2 separate regions of the Gasterosteus aculeatus genome follow, and region 1 is linked to region 2. A link is a contact called in public Hi-C data. All regions are on one chromosome and are shown on one strand. The core of a region is the stretch at or near the end of the contact, and the rest is flanking DNA. Distances in the headings are between cores, read along the strand shown.

Evidence for each region. A called contact is a pair of places that touch in the nucleus more often than the background predicts.
Region 1: a Hi-C map of skeletal muscle shows a contact between it and region 2, with 2.8 times the contacts expected there. The contact joins the promoter of LOC120835801 here to the enhancer-like site in region 2. A contact is called at or near these places in 3 of 6 Hi-C or Micro-C datasets (skeletal muscle and whole body).

What each region holds. Positions count from the first base shown.
Region 1 is chr17:8,060,103-8,063,585 of fGasAcu3.hap1.1, forward strand. It overlaps LOC120835801 (myosin heavy chain, fast skeletal muscle), which reads left to right and starts at 2,094. Exons shown (of 40, transcript XM_040205043.2): 1 at 2,094-2,361; 2 at 2,596-2,806; 3 at 3,135-3,278; 4 at 3,371-3,483. The coding sequence starts at 2,603.
Region 2 is chr17:8,020,976-8,024,620 of fGasAcu3.hap1.1, forward strand. LOC120835803 (voltage-dependent calcium channel subunit alpha-2/delta-2) reads left to right here. Exons shown (of 38, transcript XM_078091974.1): 10 at 468-567; 11 at 688-849; 12 at 972-1,082; 13 at 1,198-1,276; 14 at 2,252-2,301; 15 at 2,487-2,576; 16 at 2,669-2,734; 17 at 3,288-3,362; 18 at 3,460-3,534. Among protein-coding and RNA genes, the nearest start is that of LOC144388921, 15 kb to the right of the region's middle. Within about 2 kb of position 2,261, at least 1 of the 9 cell types and tissues checked has open chromatin away from gene starts, as enhancers often do.

The sequences.
Region 1 (3,483 bases), core at 844-3,343, 39 kb after region 2:
GCACCCCGAGCAGTAACTCTCAATGTGATCATTAGCAACAGCACAAAGTTACTGTTACTGCACAAAGGTTTCATCAGAGCAACTCATTTCCATCATGCAGACGACGCAGCAGTGCCAGTAGAACACTTTAACCATCGTTTGGGTCACGAAGATGCTACATTTCATCAATGTACTTGAAGTCAGAAGACTCAGAGAAGTCAGAAGAGTTTGTATGACTGAGAGGTTGTTTGAGTCCGTGGTCGTCCCCCACATTTTCACACTCTAATCCCAGGGGCTCTGCTGCGAGATGGATAAGTATCTGGCGTCAGAATCCAACACTCAGACCTAATTTTAACCAACAAACCCTCAACGTTGTCACAAACAAAATGTTAGGACATTCTTCAAACTGCCGCCAGTTCTTCTCGGGGCGTTATTTTAGTACAGCTTATTGAGCACTTTATTGAAATATTGCAATTAACAAAGTATGTCCTGATGCATAAATTACACCAAAGCAAGTCATTCTTTAAAAAAAACACATTCTGGTACACACAAATAGGCTAAAAACTGTTTACACATCAACAATTGTCTTGTACCTTTGTACCTTAGTAAAGTTCAAACCAGTGGGCACTGAAAGTTAGAACAGTCAAACTCAAAAAAAGGTTTTAAAGTCAATCAAATAATGAAGCTTAAAATACAGGCAGAGTAGCTTTCATCTATAACATTGAAATTAAAATATATAAATGCAGATTTGCAATTAGAATTGACAATAGTAATACAAATGTTTGTACTTACATTGTTAAATATGGATGCTAGTGTTACTGTGAATGCATATCCATGCTCTGTGACCGACTTGCAGACTGGAATGTTGCTCAGCACTCACCTTGGTTTGTTATCCCAAGTCCAGTTGTTGCTGTTTGACAAATAAAGAAACTGACAGTCGGAGATCAAAGACCGTAAAAACACAATAAGCCTCTTGAGCCTTTGGCTTGAGCAACAACACAAGCCTGGAGCTATATTTGAGTTTTGCCCTAATAAGACAGAAGATTTCAGAGCAAAGTATCGTGTATCACATGTTTATTGAAGACAGAGGCTCATTATATCTTGTTGGTAACCACTTCAGAATTTCTTCTTCTTGATCACTACCAAATGTAGATTCTTTTGTCCTTGGAAATGGTGCCCAATAGCTATCCACACGTCTCTGTGACACATTCTGGGCCAAAATATTTGGCGAGTACACTTCAACCATGTTTCGCCATCAACCAAAACATCTCTTTCCCAAATACTGCATTTAATAAACAAACATCAATTTAGGTTTGAGTTCCCTTAACAACATTGTGAGAATGATATCACCAAGACAATCACGGTGGAGTGACTTGCGAAACATAAAGGAAGTAAAGCTGGAATCCATCACTCAGCTGCTCTACATTTCAGGACTGTCTCAGTCCCCCTTGTTTATCCAGTAAGATCAAGAATGAGAACAGCTGCTGGGACTATTGTGTAAGACAATCCCTTGGCAATTATTTCCTTTTCTTTAAATCCCATTGGCACTCATTTCATTTTCTAAAACTTTCTGACTCGTAAGGATTCTGAAACCGTATATCGTTGACTTTCCGAGGCTTCTCCACAGCATGGCAAGGGAACCACTGTTGTGTCAGGAGGTTAAAAAAATCCCATTAGTCACACTTTTGGACTGTCTGTAACTAAAAAAAACTGATCTAACTTCTCCCACTTTATTTGCATACAGAGTAAAATTCGGAAGTAGAAAAACGTCTCGGATCGGCTCGCACCATTAATATATATAAGTACAAAAAATAAATAAATGCAGATTTACGTCTGAAAAAATAGCTTACAGCATGTATTGTTAAAAGCACCACTGCCCGTTTTCACCAAAAAACACAGGAATATGGTTATTATTTAAAAGAAAAATCTATTTACAGCACATTCAAAGTCTGAAAATGATCCAGCAAGGTATTCATACCATAAACTGTGTAATATGACAGCTAGAGGTAAGAACTACCGGATAACCATTATGTCATGTGACATGACCAAATACAGAGACACACGAGCGGTGGGCTCCCATCCCGCTGTATAAAAAGCCACAGCGAACTCCAGGAAGGACAGGGAACCAGCAAAGGCACGTTTCTTTATGTCTCTGTGATGTAGTTGAGTCATTAAGCTATTGGACTAAAAGACATGATAATCTTTTTTATCAAAAACAGTAACTTAACTGTTTAAATTAGGCTTTTTAGACATGTCTACATTTATTTTAAAATACGATATGATAAATTTGCCTCTCTGAACCTTCCACGTTTGTTCTTTTTTTTGCAGAAGTCTACATTGAAGTCCGTCTGAAAACCCTCAGCTCAACTGGTGTCATTCAAGGTAACTCAAAGGGCTGAATTATTTTGGGATCACATCTGATCCTCAATACGTATCTCAATATCACTAGTACTATGGTATATATCACGACTTAATAGGTCTCTATTTAATAAGTCTTCCTGATCCAGCATTAATTTGACCTGAGTACTAGAGGACGTTATAGATGTCACCGTTGGGCTGCCATCTGTCTTCCCTGGAACTCAACTCAACTATTGTCTTTTCTCCTGTGCGATTAAGGGTCATCATGAGTACCGACGCTGAAATGCAGTGTTTTGGCCCGGCGGCCATTTACCTCCGGAAGCCAGAACGAGAGAGAATAGAAGCTCAAAACACTCCCTTTGATGCTAAAACTGCGTTCTTTGTGAGCGAGCCGGCAGAGATGTACCTCAAGGGGAAACTTACCAAGAGAGAAGGCGGCAAAGCCACCGTGGACACTCTCAGTGGAAAGGTGAGAATTAATGCACTATAATTAAAGTTTGGATGTAGAATCTGAAGCGCGGTGACACTGTTTAACATGTTAACTATTAGTAGCGCTTAAAGTGGCACTTACTGGTAGCACTTTGAAACTTGGCTTTATTGAAGAAATTATGTATTCTTGCTGAATGAAATGTAATGTAAAATCAGAAGTATATAACCACCTCAATTGTTTTGCTTACGGACACGAATAATTTGTAATAAGTGATTTTAAAAAAAGATGTTAAATCTGATAATAGACAACACATGAGTGCTGGACAGTAACTAATATTATTTTTGCGGCTCTTCTGTCCTTGTAACAGACGATCACTGTGAAAGACACTGAAATCTTTCCCATGAACCCACCAAAGTACGACAAGATTGAGGACATGGCCATGATGACCCACCTCAGCGAGCCTTCTGTGCTGTACAACCTCAAAGAGCGCTACGCAGCATGGATGATCTACGTGAGCTTTGTGGAGGAGAGATGCAGCTGTAATTGGGCGTGAATGTATTTGCAGAAAATAGCATAATTGTTTTACGTCTCATACTGTTATAGACCTACTCGGGACTGTTCTGCGTGACTGTGAACCCCTACAAGTGGCTCCCAGTGTACGATCAAGGGGTCGTGGAAGCATACAGAGGCAAAAAGAGGATTGAGGCTCCTCCCCA
Region 2 (3,645 bases), core at 1,011-3,510:
TCAGCTTCTTGTTTCTATGGCAGATCAGACAGTCGACAGTGGGTTTAAACTCATGGTTAGTGTCAGGGAGCGGTGTATTCAGGTACAAATAGAGAACAATTGTTTTCTATCTGTAGTGATACACAAAGGATTGGAATTCTTTTTCGTCCGTAGTGAAGGAAAGTGCTGCTATAAAGCTTATTTGTTCTCTGTAACTTTAGCAGCAAAAAAAACGTAATGCAACCCTGTTGAAAACTGTGTTTGGGACAAACAAACAGTTCCTCAGCAAACAACGCGACTGTGTTCCTCTGAGCCGCAAAAACATGGGACAAGGAAATACAAACAAAAACCCGCTGAAAGCGTTTATCAATGCTGATTAATCACCGCGGCAGGCGTCATCATGTCTGTGATTGAACATCTGGAGAGAACTCCTGTAATGTGTTGGTATCGGAGCACGTGATGGGGAAGATTCCTGTGGGTTTCCTCAGGAGCGGCAGTGTCAGTGGACTCACCTTGAAGCTCATCAAGGCCTCAGTGATGGAGATGCTGGACACTTTGTCTGATGACGACTATGTCAACGTGGCCAGGGTTAGTATCGGCGACACTCACTGCCTCCTCCTCACTCGTCACACATTTGTTCACTTGTTTCCTTAACTTCAGTTTTTTTTTTTTACATATTAAAGCCCAAATGCATCCGCTGTGTTTCAGTTCAACGAGAAGGCCGAGGCTGTGGTTCCCTGCTTCAAACATCTCGTCCAGGCTAACGTGCGAAACAAAAAGATATTCAAGGACGCGGTGCAGCAGATGCAGGCCAAAGGCACCACGGATTATAAATCCGGATTTCATTTCGCCTTCAACCAGCTGTTAAATGTGAGTCAATATTGATTTACATCGACCGGGCAATTTTTTTTGTCGTTAACTAACTTCACTACTGTATCGACCAACTCTGCTGTTCCCTCTCATTCGTTTCCCTTTTCTAATGTATTCCTCAGAAGACAAATGTTCCTCGGGCCAACTGTAATAAAATAATCATGCTGTTCACTGACGGAGGAGAGGACAGAGCTCAGGATGTCTTCATGCAATACAACTGGCCCAACAAAACGGTTGGTTTCTTCTAACCACAACAGATACCTTTCACGTGCATCCAGCATGTCTGCCCTGTGGGGTCTTGACCACCTCTGACAACTGGCTTATTTCTCTCTGTTTGTTCCTCCGAAGGTTCGAGTTTTCACTTTTTCTGTTGGTCAACACAACTATGATGTTACACCTTTGCAGTGGATTGCATGCACCAATAAAGGTGAGCGAGAATTTTTTTGTGCTTGTTGGATTTTATTTTATTCCCCATATCATGTGGTTGCCAGCCTTTTTCAACCGAAATACCCCCATCGTGTCAAATCATTACTTTAATCCAAATATTTCAACCTCCCTACGTGCTTGCAAATTAGTTTTTACACACTCACCTTGACCAGTGTAAAACAAATTTGTAACACTATTTGGCTGTTTATTTTTGTCAGCAATTGAGATATGATTAAAGTATTTTCCCTCATATTTCCATTTTTCTTTGTTAGTTAATAAGTATGTACGAGTCCCTATTGGTTGAGAATCATGAGATGTGTTTGTCAAAAAAACGAGGGAGACCAAGTTCCAACAACCTAAGTGGTCACCTGTGACCATTTTATGATACAATATGTATTCCAGACATATCTTGAAGGTCATTGGATTACATTGTAGAGCTTAAACTATTAGTCGATCAGAGAAGATAAGATCATTTTATTTTCTCACAGCAGCGAAATTTGGTATTTGCAGCACGAGGACATTTATACAGATTAAAATGAAAATAAATTCATAACAACATATACAAGACAATAGGATAATTGTCAAATGTTAATAAACTGATAACTCTGATAATGCTTAATTCATTTTTCGGAATTAAGCATCATTTTTCGGACAAAACCAGACATTCTACCAAACATCATAATAAGAAAGTGAAAAAACTAATCAACACATACATTGTTAATGATTAGAATCAATAGTTACAATCCAATTGACAATGAAACACGATGGGAAACCGTTATTGAAGCAGATTCTGACATTAGGTTTCAGGTTCAGCAGGAGCTTCCAGCTCCTCTGTCTCTCTATCTATCTGGGAAAGTTAAGCGACTGATTGTCTAGCGACAGTGAGTAGAATCTGAAATATTTATAAGCACCACTCTTGCTCACACATGCTCTTCCTCTCCCTATTTGTCTTTTTTTTTTCTCTGTTGCTTGCCAGGTTACTATTTTGAGATCCGGTCCATCTGTGCTATAAGGATTAACACCCAGGTGGGTTCGTCTAGTGCCTCTTACACAGCTGATCCCCGTTCAGTGTTTCCATGCCTCCAGTGGCACTCGCTCACTCTTTAGTAACATCTACTTCCATTTGTTTGCACTCCCATTGTTCCCTGTGGTCAACTGTTGTGGGTTGTTTGGAATGTGCAGCCGCTCACGTATCTCCTTTGTTTGGTCAGGAGTACCTCGATGTGCTGGGGCGCCCCATGGTCCTTGCAGGCAGCGTTGCCAAGCAGGTTCAGTGGACGAATGTGTATCAGGATGCTCTGGTGAGATCACGTGACCTTGTTTGCTGTGTGGGATTGAATGTGGCATAAAGTACATGCAGACTGAATAATTGACATGTTTTGGGACTCTGCAGGGTCTGGGAATGGTAGTTACTGGGACTTTGCCTGTATTTAATCTCACCATGGATGGAAACTCACAGGTACATTACATGTCATTTAGCTGACGCAAAGGTAACAAAACTTATATTAATATGAAAGAATGTTTTTTTTTAATATTACAGATTATGGCTACTTTCTATGTAATTATTCCAAAGGCAGAATATACCACTGTTTATATATCCGGGAATACTAAATGACCACCTATAAATAAGTTATTTGATTTTGCTGCCAAAAGGTAGGTGAGTAGATTGATGACACTCTTATGACTCAACGCTATTATTAAGCTATTACGACTTTGTATAAATACTGGAAACAAGGAGAAACAACCAGCTTGGCTCAATCCAAAGATAACGCAATTCACCAACCAGCTCTAAAGTTTATGATTTTATATGCTATGTATTTCTTTAGGTAGCGCATGTGCCTGGCGTGGTGACTTATGAATGAAGTGCCTACTGGTTACAGCTACATATTTACCGGACAGACATGAGAGCGTTATCAATAGTCTCATCTAACTTTCAGCAAATCAGAGAAAAGACCTTTTTCCCAAATGTCATATTATTCTTTTAAGGAGCTATATGTGTTTTATCTGACCAGAATCAGCTGATTTTAGGTGTCATGGGGGTCGACGTGCATCTTGATGAGATAAAGCGTCTAACACCTCGGTACAATGTATGTATATGTCATTAGCACCAATATTATTATTAACATTTTTCGTCATTTGTATCGACTGACACATCACTGCTACTCCTTGCTTTTAATATCACAGCTTGGAGCCAATGGATACATATTTGCCATTGATCCAAATGGATATCTTCTGCTTCACCCGAACCTTCAGCCAAAGGTGGTGCATATTAAACCAGATTTACTTTAATGTACAGTTGTTCATAGTTTGATAATTATAATATTGGTAAACCTGTTCTGCGTTCACTTTGCTTGTTAATGTGTTTTTCTC